Regions from separate parts of the Mustela erminea genome. Here region 1 is linked to region 2. Evidence: chromatin contacts called from public Hi-C data. All regions are on one chromosome and are shown on one strand. The core of a region is the stretch at or near the end of the contact, and the rest is flanking DNA. Distances in the headings are between cores, read along the strand shown. Region 1 has its middle 93 kb from the start of SERBP1. Region 2 holds the start of GADD45A (growth arrest and DNA damage-inducible protein GADD45 alpha).

Region 1 (7,058 bases), core at 3,682-6,181, 110 kb before region 2:
GTGTTATTTTAGGTAGGAAATACTGGTTTCGCCTTCCCTTGTCCTATGTGGCAAGGGGCCAGGGGTTTGTTTTTTCCCTGCACAAATAGATCCTTCTGCTAGTCGCTCTCCACACCTGTCTTGGCTTCTCTCACTCCCAATGTCTGCAACTCTTACTCATCCTTCAACTTCAGCTTCAGTGCAACTTTCTCTGGGGAGCCCTCCGACCACCTGGGCCTCTGCTAGTGTCCTTTCCTCCAGGCTATATTTACCTCTCTTGGATTCCCCATCTGCTTGTCTGGCTCTTGTACCAGACCTGAGCTTTTGAGACTGAGCTGCAATCACTGATGGGCTTTGAAATCAACATAGTGGGTCATGACCAGTAATGTTTAGGTTTTGTAATCTTTGTCTTGGGATTTCTTTTTTCTAGGTTGCATTTAAATAGCAATAAATCCATGTTTGCTACTTAGCTTTACTTTTTACATCTATGTTAACAAGTAAGGTTTGTTTCATGAAGCTTTTGTTTTAGTCTCTGTGTGTATGTCTACATGCACAATGGTGAATAAGACAGACTTAGGCCTGGGCACTTAGGAGCACATGGTGTGAAGGAGTGTTTTCCTTCAGATTTTTAAACTATGACCCACAGTAGGAGAAATATTTTAAACTGTAACATTTTTTTATGGTAAGGAAAAACATTTTATAATGTAAAGTGTCTTATACCACGTGTGCATGCCTGTGCATGTGTGTACACACACACACACACACACACACACACACACACACACATTCCCATAGTTTTCAAGTCCTGTATACTGGACTTTGATATCTACACCGCACCCGAGGGAGCTATTTTTAACCCATTGTAGATGTGATGAAAGGGAGATAAAGCAATTCAGTGACCTGCAAAGGTCCTACCTCTCGTAGAAGTTGGAGTTCAGGCCTTGAATCCAGGATTCTGATCTAGTACACTGTCTCACTCATGTGAATTTCTATACCCTTACACACTGAGGAAAGGCAGCACAAGCTCTAATATTCCATCAATACCTATAGGATTGCAATTTGTTATACATGATATTGTGCAAGGTCAGCTGCACAGCAGTGGAGTGTGGCCTTCGGCGCTTGGGAGAGCAGCTGAGCAGTAAGTGCCTTCAGCAAATAGGGTTTTGTGAGTAGAGAGCTAACATTGTTATAAGTCGCTTTTTCTTTGTCTACTGAGAAAAGCTCATTATTTGGATTTCAGACTTCACTAATAGAAGCAGAATACATAGGCGAGAAGTGATCATCTTGTACTTTTCTAAGAGCTTTGTATTTTACCGCGGGAGCACACTTTGAAACCAAAGACAAAAGATAGATTGTTTTTAGAAGAAAATGGCTTGAGAGGTGAGAGAGTTCAGGGTCAGGCCATAGGAGAATGGAAGGTCGGGAACCAGGAGGGAGCAGACTGGAGGTGGGGCTGGAGTGGGTTTCTCCAGATATCTGAAGGGCTGTCTGGTGGCTGAGGGCTTGGACTGGCATCAGGGGGCCCCATGGATGGGAACAGCATGGGGATCAAGTCCCTCGTGGCGAAATTGTGATAGACCTTTGCAGGGTTTGCTTGCACAGTGTCTGCTTCTCTTTCATTCACAGAACTCACATCTTGTTCAGGGAATAGGTCTCTCTTCCTCTTGGTCAACATGGTTATTTTGGTGGGCTAACTCTATTCCTTCCTCCAGGGGATCTTATGGCTCTGGCCTAAGATAATCAGCATACCCCTTCCTCTCTGGCCTCAATGATTGGTCTAAGAATCAGCTTGTCACTCAGATTAGGTTGATGAGAAGTACATTCTGAGTTTCTAGGAATTTGTTGGTAAAAATCTTCTTCCCTCACTGCATTCACAAGTGCATATATCTACAGGGGAAGTCAACACAAAGGAACTCGCAGCCAAAGGAAGGGGTAATACTCCGCCCCGACTCTTTCATTCTGAGCCCCTGGAAGCAGCCGAGCCTGATGTCCTCTAGATCTTTCAGTTAAGTGAGGTGGTATGTCACAATTTTGTTTCTTGGAAAGTGGATTCCATTGGAGTCTGGGGGGCGGGATCTTTACTGGTGTGTGTCCTGGGTATGAATACTTGAGGAAGGGAAGGAAGTAGAAGTTGCCCAGGGAGGACCAAAGCCAAACACAGGCCTAAAAACAGCTTTAGCCGCGCCCTGAGTTGGGTGGAGATGAGCCAGACCTCTACACTCTGGCATTGATTACTCATTGGCTTTGGGTTACCCCAGGAAAGGCTGGGGCAGCAAGGCAATTCCTGGAGGGGTTGAGGATTAAAGATTGCTCTCCATCAGCTGGGGCTAAACATCGTTCATTGGAGGGGCTTCCGGTTGTCATGTCAAGAGTCTGTCACGCAGTGTATTCCTTATTTATTTATTGGTAATGACAGTTTCAGCTGGACTTTCTGTCACTGGCAACTGAAGGAATCCTGACAGGCAAACAAGGAAACATTTTCTAAAATTCAGATTTTAGAAACGTCCATATATGCAAGGGGCTTCCTTGGCTGGGAGCAAGCTCAGAGATGTTCAAGCAAAGCCTGGCAGACCACTTTCCTTTGGAAGGGAGGCTCTAGAGGGAAATTTGAGCTGTATGACCTTTCATTCCCAAATTCCTTGACTCCTGGACTCTGAAGACAGGCTTAAAGAGATTCTGCTTACATCTGGACAGACACGTGGACATCACAGACACACAACACATGGATATTAGAGCCTCCCAGATCAAATCATATCAAGTCCTATTTCTCCCAGCTAATTTCACTTGACTGTGGACTTGGAGGAATTTGACTTGTTTTTGGAGATAAAGGGAATGTTACTTGGTTTGATAAGGAAAAACACTTTTTTTTTTTAATGTCCTCAGAAGGAACTCTAAAGGAGCTCCTTAGTTGACTTTATCACAGACTGTTTTCACCTGTCCTGCCCAAAAAGGCACATGCCTTCCTCAGCTAATGCTATTGTGGGGCTCTTGGTCAGGTTTTCCTCCCGCCATTTAATCTCTCAGTTCTCCGTGTCTCCTGGTCTTCTGCCTCTGGTCTCTCATGTCCTCATGCCACTCCCTGAGTCAGGCTTCACTGGCTGCTTGTGAGACCACCTGTCCTTTCATGCCAAGGACCTCATGCCTTGGCATCACACACCCATCTGGCCCTCCCTGCCACCCATCCAGGGTTGTGTCTAAGCCTTGAGGTCTGGGTGTCCAGGTCCCGCCTGTCTGGGGGTCCCCCACTGCCTGCTTTGTTTCCTCTGATGTGGCTGTTTCTCCAGCCCTGAGGTCTCTGCCTCAGCTGAGTGTCTACAGTCTTGGCAGGTGCCTTGTCTATGGTGTGAGGAAAGGGCCCTGCACTCAATGTCTAGAGAATCATGGTTTGAGCCCCAAGAGCCTCTGCCACTTCCATGGCTCAGTCACCCCTGTCTCTGAGCTATAATTTCTTCCTCAGTGAAGCAGGTGTGTCCTGCCTCACAAAGTCATGGTGGGACTCCTCCTAGTCCCAGCTACCCTTGGCTGAGGTCTTGCCATGTGCCGGGTGGTAAGTTTAGCACTTACTATGCTTCTTCATCCTCCCAATGCAACACCTCGAGGATGGTGTTTTTAATCCTGATTTTACGAATGAGGAAATGGAGGCCCAGGGAGGTTAAATAATTTACCCCTGGTCACACGGTAGGGCTAAAATTCAACCCCTGATGTGTCCTTTATAACACTCTTGGAATGTATACACTTCACTGTAAGATGAGGAACACAGCACTTCATGGCACTAAGTCTTTTCTGCACATCAGCGTTTATCATGACTTCTAAATCGCCCATGAATCTCTCTGGGTCTCAAAGGTGCCAGGACTGTCTGATAGGGATGGTAGTGGTCTATCTGTGGCCAAACTGCTGAGAGAACCATCTCAAGTTAAAAGTTCTTTGCATCTGTCATTTCTTTAGCTTCAAGAAATATATGCCTAGCAAATGTAGGGGGGTGGAGGGGTTGACGTCCTGTAACTGAAGATGCACTGGACACTTGAATCTGGAACTTGATCCCCAGGTCTGCTTTGAGGAAACAAAGCTTAGCTGGAATCCAAATGGCCAGTGTCTTTGCATCACTCAAACATGCCTTCAGTGGCCACTGCTCTCATTCTACCCTCAGGCACCTATAGGCACCACAGACTGTGGCATCTATGGAGAGCAGGAGGCCTTGCTTGCCTCCATGCTGGGCCACAGCACTTTCTCAGGAATGGAAGCAGATGCTATGAGAAAGTTGGCTCCCACTTGCATTCAAAGTTGGCTGGAAAGATTCAGGGAACGTTGCTGGACATTGGCAACCCCAGGCTACTGCCTGTGCCATGGCCACTGTCTCCTGGCTCCCAGCTCCCGAGTGGATGAAGCTGTGGTAGTTCTGCAGTCTCCCCACCCCAAGAAAGAAACTGCCCGGAAGTTGGCTGCTGTTCCAGCTGCTTCCTCTTAAACAAAGAAAACCTGATTCAAAAGCCAAATAACTAACTCCCCAGGGAAGTCAGCTCAAGGTTTGAAGGCTCCCTAGCTTGTCCTATGAACCTCCACACCAAGAACCACCAATTACAAATTTAATAGCTCATTTTGTATCAAAAGGTCAATTAGGAAGCACCTAGAATTTTTTAATGATACAAATATATTCTCTGGGTTCTGCTATAGCCTACACAGTGTTAGCTTTTTTCCCCCTATTGTGATTTTTAAGTTTCTCCCCTAGAAATTGATTTTATTTAATATCCACAAGTCTTGTATTTCTCAAAGAAAAATCCATTAAAGAAAAAACAGTACCAGTTTTGGCAGGTTCTGCAGGCTGCAAACCACCCCGCAGATACCAGGTGGTGGCGCTAGAGAGGCAGCAGCCGCAGGAGGGATTGGCCTTAGAGGCTCCGGACGAGGAATCTTGAGCCTTCAGTTTCCGAGTGCCAGCGCTTAATTGGCGAGGCGTTCTGCATTCTTCATGTGTCAGCAGGCTGGCTGCTCTTGTTCCTCGCGGTATAATGAGGTGCCCTGGGGTTTGTCCAGAGCTGGTCACCCGGCGTTTCTCAGGAAGTTAGAGCATTTCCCTCTGGCTGCTGAGACAATGCACATTCCCTTTGGAAAGACACAAACGGGCCCCCGCAGTAGCTGCGCTGGCCTTGCCCCCTCTCACTGCCCAGGTCTGTGCTACTCCCTGCTTTTCACGGGTCTGTCTCCTCCCTTGTACTTACAGAAGCCATTGATGATGGGCCCGTGCAGATCCAGGGAGAATGAGTGCCTTCACGTGTGTCAACCCCAACTTCCTACAATGGTGTCCCAGAGCTACAGGTGGCCCACTCTTTGATCCTCTTGTTCTCCATTGTGAGCAGACCTATCCGTTTATACCAGCATAACTTGTGTTGTATACCATGCCAGTGCATAATACCAAATACTATGTATTTTCCCTAGGTGCTATGATGTGAGAAGGTTTTGAAAGGTTGGCCTCATTGGACCTTCCCAGCTCAGAGGTATAGATTCTATTGTTATGCCCATTTTACAAGTGAGAAGATGGAGGCCCCACAGCCTTACTTGTTACTGTACCAAGGTCACACAGCTGTCAAGTGGCGCCACCAGAATTTGACCCCAGACAGCCTGCCTCTAGAAATTCCAAGCTTTTGACCCCGTTAACTATGTATTAGAATCTGAAGAACTTTAAAAAAGACCAAAAACATCAAAGCCAACAAACTGTCCCAGCCAAGGGGAGCCTAAGGAGACAAGATAATTAATGTACTGGTGAGGTTACCAGATGGGATCTTGGGACAGGAAAAGGACCTTAGGAAAAAGGTGTGGACATTTAAATAAAGTATGAAATTTAGTTAGTAACTATGCATGAATATTGGTCCATTCACTGTGGCAAATGTACCATACTGATGTAAGATGTGAACAGTAGGTGAAACTAGGTGTGGTGTAGACTGCAGTTCTCTTTAGGACCTTCATAATAATTCTGTAAATCTAAACCTGTCTTTAAAAAGTTTATTTTAAAAATTCCACAAACCGGGGTGCCTGGGTGATTCAGTGGTTTAAAGCCTCTGCCTTCGGCTCAGGTCATGATCCCAGGGTCCTGGGATCGAATCCCACATCAGGCTCTCTGCTCAGCAGAGAGCCTGCTTCCTCCTCTCTCTCTTTCTTTCTCTCTCTCTCTCTCTCTGCCTGCCTCTCTGCCTACTTGTGATCTCTGTCAAATAATAATAAAAAAAAAAATCTAAAAAATTCCACAAACAGACCCTGGGGCCCCATCTCAGAACAATTAAATCAAAACCACTTGGAGGTAAGGGCCAGGCATCATTATTTTTTTAAAAGCTCTCCTGCAGATGAAAATGTTCATCCAGGGTTGAGAATCCCTGCACTTCCCCCACCCCCACCCCCACTCCAACATGGACTCTGAGCCCCTGGAGTGCAGGGTTCTTGTCTTATTGTTTTTGTTTCTCTAGTGCCTAGCTTGGAGTCTGGCCCAGGTTAGGTATTCAGTATGCGTTTGATGAATGAATGATGAATGAATGAACGAATGAATATTTTAATCTCTCCTCAACTCAACCCGGCCTAACTGACTCTGAAAAGAAAAGATGAAAACATTTAACGTTGTCAGGCAACAAGTCTGTCATTGGGTCCTGCTGATTTATGACGAACAAGATGCTAGGTGCCGGCTACTGCTAGATGTCTGGTTGGAGGTGATGCCTGTCTTCGAGGCATTTTCTAGAAGGAAAGGGGGCAGCTCTGTGGGGTAGTCATTCAGCAGGCAGGGTCTGGAGCCAGCTGGTTTGTGTTCAGATCCCAGCTGCTGCACTTAGGAGCCCTGTGATCCCAGGCATTTTCCTGACCATGCTGGAGAAGAAGGGAGATGTGAAAATGAAGCAGAAACTGAAGTTGACTGTGTGAACTGCAAATCCAGGAGATATTGGTAAAGTGGAGCATATTGAAGAGTTTTGCTTTCACTGGTTTTCTACAAGATCTTTTTTCCTGTCATCAAAAGTTCACCTGTGCCCTAGCTGAAATCCCCTGCAGAAAGGATGGGAATCTAGGCTGTGATGGTGTGAGCAGCTGGGCTCCTGGCAGGG
Region 2 (7,073 bases), core at 453-2,952:
TGTAAGAAATACCTAGTGGATAGAAACTTGGAGTTTCACAGAACACAGTTCAACAATTTTCAAATGATGACTCAGGCCATACTGTATAATTCATGTTTTGTTTGCACAACTGAAAGTATTTCAGCACCCTCCAAAAATTCAACTTTAAGGAATTCTTTAACAAAGGCATCACATGTTAGGATTTAGGGCACAGATATGAAATACACATGCATCCTTGGGTAAATTATACGTTGGCCACGACCATTCCTTTACTCAAACGTTGCCCCTTGCTGACAATGCAGTTAAGGATTAAGTGCAAAATGTCAGCTCAAATAAATGAGCCAGAAAACCAACATATCACTTTTCTTTTCCACTAAATTAGGATCAAGAGAGCTGGAGAATATTTTGCCTAGAATGATACAAACATTCAGGTGCAAAAACTCCTATGCACCTTGCAAAAAATTACTTCTTTGACCTCTGGCTGTACAGAGACCTTAGTAATGCAAGCAAGGTTTTGAATGAGAGTGTATGGAGGCATTTTCACCACATTTGGTGACTTCAAAAGGTTTAAGACATGTTTTTGCATTTATTGCATATACTCATAAAACAAAGGTGAGAACTTTCAACTTATTAAGTCAAAGTCTATATACTGAAGTTTGCCTCTCAAAAATGTGTAACTTCTGCTTGCTTTCCACCCCCATGTTGCCATTATCTCAAAGGTGAAATTTTAGCATATGACTAAAAGGTCCTATAGCTGCAGCTTCATGATTCAGCATCTAACATCAATAATTCACAGTGAGATCATAGGCTCTCTGTGGAAGGTAGTGACATACTTGCCTTATGAAAGGAAGCTTAGGGCGTATTGAGAGTATTTTGAGTTTAGACGTGTGTGGATGTCCGACATTTGTCTCTTGGCTGGTGCGGTGCAGAAGGATCCTCCTTTGGGAAAAGCTCTCTGAGAAAGGTGAATCTGCAAGGCTAGGATACACACATGTGGTAACCAGCTCCTCGCGAACATGGTTTTCCAGAGTTACCCTCGGCAGGTGGGAAGGCTTTCTGCTTTGTGTGGAAAAGATTCCAACTTGGTTCCGTGCCATCGCCAAACACAAATGTGTTGATTTTTCTTTTTTGAGCTTCCAACCCTTGCAACCTTCCAAAAATAAATCAAACCAGCCATCAGGGCACCGAAATAATACTACTACTAATAAGCAGCTTTGCCTAGACTTACACAAACAACACTTCTGAGGTAAACTTTGCCCCAGAGGTCTGAAACACTCTTTTTATGTAACCTGCTTACTAATAATTACTAGACTTGGGTGCATTCGCCCTGGAAATACATTTTAATAGCAACCCCTAAAAACAAAGGACATGAAACTACCATAAAAAATGTGCACCAACTAGAAAAACACTTGGCAGCCTGCTCCGGCCTCAAGTGGAAGACACCCCCTCTCCCCCGCCGCGGCGAAGACCCCCCACCTTCCTACCCGCCACTCGAACAGGGCAAGAGTCTGCTCGCGACCCCGCCCTCCGCGATCCCAGCACCGCCCCCGCCCCCTAAACTCGCCTTCCGCCTGGCTCCACCCCCTTCCGCTCCTCTCCCCACGGTTCTAGGGGCTAGGGTCAAATTGTCGGCGCAGGCTTATTTGCATAACCCAATGGCTGTGTATATGCAAATAAGGCGGGTGGTGGTTGGCTGGAGGTTATCCGGATAACTCCGGCGAGCGGGGCCTTTGTCCTTCAGTGGCTGTGAGGCAGCTGCCGGTAGGGAGGCGAGGGGTGGCGGCGGGCGAGCGTGTGGGGCGGGAGTACCGGCTGGACGACGCTGAGGCGGCAGGCGCTGGAGGAGCCTGTGAGGGAGTGCAGAGAGCAGGCGCCCGAGCGCTCACAGTGGCAGGAGCAGCCGGCACGCCGCTCTCTCTCTGTGGGGGACCCGCAGTTGCAATATGACTTTGGAGGAATTCTCGGCTGGAGAGCAGAAGACTGAAAGGTAAGGCGGCCGGAGCCTCTCCCGGAACTCCTTCTCGCCCACTGCGCGCACCGCAGCGCGTCCCGGCTGTGCAAGGTTTGCCGGCGAGCGAGCGGCTGAAAGTTTGCAGAGGCACCTCCCGCCCGTCTCTCTTGGGAACCTTCCCAGAGGCGCCGGTGGACGGAAGGAGCGTGCCCCCTAACCCGGCCGAGCCCCTCTGGGCCTCGGCAAAGGGCAGAAGGCACCGTCCCTGCCCCTGCGGCTCCTGCGGCTGGCAGCCTGTGGCTGCGCCCAGCGCCAGGGACTGACTGGCAGCGCCCGCGGGGGAGGGTGGCGGGTGGCCCTGTCGGGGCTTTTCGCAGGCCTCCTGGCCTCTGGGCTTGCGAGGGGTCACGGGGGTGCGGGGTGCGGGTGACCGGGCCGGGGGAGGCTTGGCGTTTGCAGAAACCCAGCGGCGCGGCGGCGCACGGACTCGGGAGGAAGGGTCGCGGTGCCGGGTGAGGGGGCGGCGATGGCCCCGAAGGGACCTGGGCTGACGGGACCCCCTTTGCTCTCTTCGCGGATAGGATGGATAAGGTGGGCGATGCCCTCGAGGAAGTGCTCAGCAAAGCCCTGAGTCAGCGCACCATCACCGTCGGGGTGTACGAGGCGGCCAAGCTGCTCAACGTGTAAGTGGGGCCCTCTCGCGTCCCCCGTGGCACCCCTTCCCGCCCCAGCCCGGAGGCGACGTCGCGGAGAACCCCTCGCCCTGCCGCGCAGTTTCCTGAGGCTTCCCATCTGCCTCTCGGCCCCCTGCCCCGGAGGTGGGGTGCGGGGAGCGAGCAGGCCGGGGCGCGACCTCGGGGCCCTGGCGAGTGTTGTGGGCGTCTACGCAGACGGGTGGTGCCTCTGCGCTCACCCGCCCCTCCCGCTGCCTTCAGCGACCCCGATAACGTGGTGCTGTGTCTGCTGGCTGCGGACGAGGACGACGACAGGGATGTGGCTCTGCAGATCCACTTCACCCTGATCCAGGCGTTCTGCTGCGAGAACGACATCAACATCCTGCGCGTCAGCAACCCGGGCCGACTGGCCGAGCTGCTGCTCCTGGAGACGGACGCCAGCCCAGCCTCGAGCGAGGGCGCTGAGCAGCCCCCGGACCTGCACTGCGTCCTGGTGACGGTAAGCGAAAGGGGTCTGCAGGCCCGTCCGAGTTAAGAGTCCTGGAGGGAAGTGAGCCGAGGGTTGAGAGTCGCCTGACTGCGGATCTGCAGTGAGGGGGAGGGCTGGAGCGTGGCTGCCTTTGCACCATTAGAGCGTGGCTGGACTTTCAGCCGAGATGTGCTGGTTTCATCATCAGGATTTTCTCTGGTACAGAACATGTCTAAGCACGTTGGAGGCTGCCAGCAGCGGAAGAGATCCTTGTGAGTCAGCACTGTCAGCCCAGCTACTCCCTACCTACATCTGCACTACCTCCCGTGACTAATTCTTTAGTAGGGCAGATTAGATAAAGCCAAATAAATTCCTGGCTCACCCTCATTAAGGAGTCAGCTTCAGTCTCCACCACTCAAAGTTAAAAATAGAAATGGTGTAGGAGACAGACCTTATTAATTCCCTAGAAATACATTAAGAGGGTGGAGTGAGAATTTTTTCTTTGCAATTGTGCCTTTTTTAATGGACACTTTTTTTTCTGATAAAAGCCTTTGATAGGTAAATTACTTGTGTTTCCAAAGGTAAATTTGATAGCTTTGTCTTTTACAGTTCACTACCTTTTGGCTGGTCTAGTTAAGTGGCAGCCCAATCATTTTGCTACTCCGGAAAATTACTACTCTGTCTTTAGGGAGGATATCAGGTGGCAGCTCTTGTTAACTGTTACGCAGCTCTCATCTCATTGTACACAGAGCATGGAAATATGTCTCAGAGCTGTTTCACTCAGGTGTCTTACACAGGACAAACCTGTGAATGATACTGTCATGCAAAACTAAGTAAGTCTCATGCAACCATATGTATATGGTTCGGAGGGTTGCATGTGTTCATCCTTTCAGAGTATGGGTTAGTGGAGAATTACCCTTAATGATTCTGCAGGAAACCAGCTACCTAGAAGAAAGTTTATTTTTTATGGTTGTAACTAGTCTCTGTCACACAGCCAAAGTAAAGAATGTTCAAGAGGAAGTTGTCTTCCTCTTGACATGAGTGTCATTATTAGCAGATGCTGATTTTTTTAAATAGTAAATTTATTTTTCTCATTTCGTTTCCAGAATCCACATTCATCACAGTGGAAGGATCCTGCCCTAAGTCAACTTATTTGTTTTTGCCGGGAAAGTCGCTACATGGATCAGTGGGTTCCAGTGATTAATCTCCCTGAACGGTGATGGCATCTGAATGAAAATAACTGAACCAAATTGCACTGAAGTTTTGAAATACCTTTGTAGTTACTCAAGCAGTTACTCCCTACACTGATGCAAGGATTACAGAAACTGATGTCAAGGGGCTGAGTGAGTTCAACTACATGTTCTGGGGGCCAGAGCAAGATGACTCTGCAGATGGAAAGAGGTGAAAATGAAGAAGGAAGGTGTGTTGCAACAAATACAAGTCAAAAGGAACAAAAAATTACAAAGAACCATGCAGGAAGGAAAACAAACTATGTATTAATTTAGGATGGTTGAGTTACATTTACATAAACCAAATGTGCTTTGTTAAAGTTCAAATGTGCTGCAGTAGTTTGGGTATTTTTGGTTTATATGCCCTCAAGTAAAAGAAAAGCAGAAAGGGTTAATCATATTTTAAAACCATATTTTATTGTATTTTGATGAGATGTTAAATTCTCAAAAGTTTTATTATAAATTGTACTAAGTTATTTTATGACATGAAAAGTTATTTATGCTATAAATTTTTTGAAACACAATACCTACAATAAACTGGTATGGAATAATTGCATCATTTCTTAATGTGTGCTTTTGTTTCTTTTAACTTGGAATGTATCTTAAATTTTTTTATATGGAAAAATTAAAAGCCCTTCTGAAATCATGTATCTACAGTATATGTGTCTATCTCTCTATATAGGTAGAGACCTGCATGTGTCATGTATCTATTTTTTCCACTTTTATGCATTTGGGCTGGACATGGCATAATTTTATTTCTTAGTCTTTATTTAAACAGACATCTTACTGGTGCCTTACTCTACACTATGTCCAAAGTCCAAAAGCCAAAGCTCATTTAAGAAGCGTTGGGGTTGCAGTTCGGGAAAGAAGTGTTTGAGATTTCACTTGCAACATTGGAATAATTACCATGCAGTGACATTAATGTCATAGTAAGAATATATGCAGAATGCTAAGGAAGCAAAAGTGACCAAAGTTACCTGCAAGAGCAGGTCATTTTACATGGTCTTTGAACTCAGGTTTCACTTCCCCAGCTAGAGAGGAAAAGGATGTTGCTGGCAGTGACCCTGGTTTGTGCAAAGGCAGGTTCCCTGAAAGACCCACCCTGGTTCAGGGAACAAAGGGTGATTCTGTGTGCCTCTGGGGTGGAAGAGAAGGGAGAGATAAGGCGAAAAAAGGGGGTGGGGATTAGGCCCAGACTCTGAAGGGCATTAGGGCTTCCTTCTGTAAACTCTGGGGATTCGGCAGAGGCCTTCACAAGGGGAGTGACGTGATCAGTGTTCTGGGAAGATAACTTCAGGACCCATGAAAGAGAGATTACTGGGATAAGAGGCTGGAGGTGACGCCAATCAGGAAGTGACTGGACCAGGCCAAGGCTGTGCAGTTTGCAGACCATGTTTAAGGAACAAACAGGGAAGTGGCCTGGTAAAGAATTCCCGTGCCCCTCTTCTCTCTAGAGCTGTATGTCTTCCAGCTGCACGTTTCCGCTGTGGTTTCAAGGGGTCTGGTTGGATTCGATGAGAGAAATGGAAGAAAAGAGCAAAAATGAAAGGCTTTAGCAGAACAATCCCCTCTTAGTTGGAACAGTCACTTGATAATTAACTGTAACAATCTCCTCTAGGTATATAGCCAAAGAAAGCAAAAAATGCCTACTGAGGAGAAGCCTAACATAGATTTTTTTTTTTCTTTCTTTTTTTTTGGCCTAATTGGCAAATGGCACCCCTCCCCCACGGCTCCCCCCACCATGTGTCTCCCATCCTTGTCATGACTACAGGTCATTAGGAAAAGATAGAAGTCAGGAGAGAAAACCAAACCAACTGATAGTAAGTAATACAAAGCTCCAAGTTTCTGTGTTACGAATAACACAGGCCCAAGAAGCACTTCACCTCACAGTTAAGTTTCTGTTTTTCCACATCTGCCAGAAATGTGGGTTGTTAGGCCTTAAGCTCATTGTATTTTATTCAAGCTGGTGCCTGATCCAAAACATAACCGGTACTTAACCTTTGTTTTACCAAAAGATGGGAGAGCAGTGGGTTTTGAATAGAATGTTCTTACCTTCTTAAGTAAGGATTTTCAATCCTCTTCTACAGTTGCTTGACTGAAAACCCTTGCAAAACTGAGTGAATTAAGCCAAGAACACAGAGAAGAAAGCAGCCATATTGCTAGGTGTGAAGATCATCATTAGTTCTTCTGCATCTCCTTCCCTCAGCTATAAAATGGAGGTAAATGACCCAGAATATCACTCTACAAAATGTCTTTGGCGATTCTACAATTGTCTTCTGCAAAACTATAAAACTAAAGCTAAGGGCTAATGTCTGGTTCATAATGGTAGCCCAGGATTTAGCACACTTCTCAGCAAGCGGTAGGCATTGAATTAATACTTGTTGGTTCAATGAATGAGAAGTAATGAATGCAAATGAGCTGGCACGTGATGGGTGCTCAGTTACAGTCTATCCCTAAAATGCAGGCGAAGGCAGTCGGGTTTCTCTGATGCTTTAAAACGCAATATAAATCTATTAATTTTGAGAAAGGAGTTTCAAACCTTTCTTCTATATTCATAGTTCCTAGAGATGGAAAGCGGTAGTATCCATTCTTCAGATTGTTTTGTTTCAGGAAGAGACCAATAATTAATGCAAAAGTGTTATCTGGGGTTTTAAGTTGTAACTTTTGCTTTTCTTTCCTGACTGAATATAACACAAAGTTAACATGGCATTGAAAAACCCAACCGTGAAGCAGTTAATTGTAAACAAGTGTGCAATTACCTGGGCAACTTC

Evidence for each region. Hi-C and Micro-C count contacts between places; a contact is called where the count stands out from the background.
Region 1: a Hi-C map of fibroblasts shows a contact between it and region 2, with 4 times the contacts expected there. The contact joins the enhancer-like site here to the promoter of GADD45A in region 2. A contact is called at or near these places in 2 of 3 Hi-C or Micro-C datasets (fibroblasts and skeletal muscle).

What each region holds. Positions count from the first base shown.
Region 1 is chr10:54,416,679-54,423,736 of mMusErm1.Pri, reverse strand. No RefSeq gene overlaps it. Among named protein-coding and RNA genes, the nearest start is that of SERBP1, 93 kb to the left of the region's middle. Within about 2 kb of position 4,931, the one cell type or tissue checked has open chromatin away from gene starts, as enhancers often do. A contact at or near this core is called in fibroblasts, where this site is marked.
Region 2 is chr10:54,300,752-54,307,824 of mMusErm1.Pri, reverse strand. It overlaps GADD45A (growth arrest and DNA damage-inducible protein GADD45 alpha), which reads left to right and starts at 1,702. Exons shown (of 4, transcript XM_032302502.1): 1 at 1,702-1,966; 2 at 2,512-2,613; 3 at 2,866-3,103; 4 at 4,180-4,863. The coding sequence starts at 1,923. The coding sequence ends at 4,293. It overlaps LOC116567447 (a long non-coding RNA gene), which reads right to left. Exons shown (of 4, transcript XR_004276222.1): 3 at 6,355-6,508; 4 at 4,883-5,803.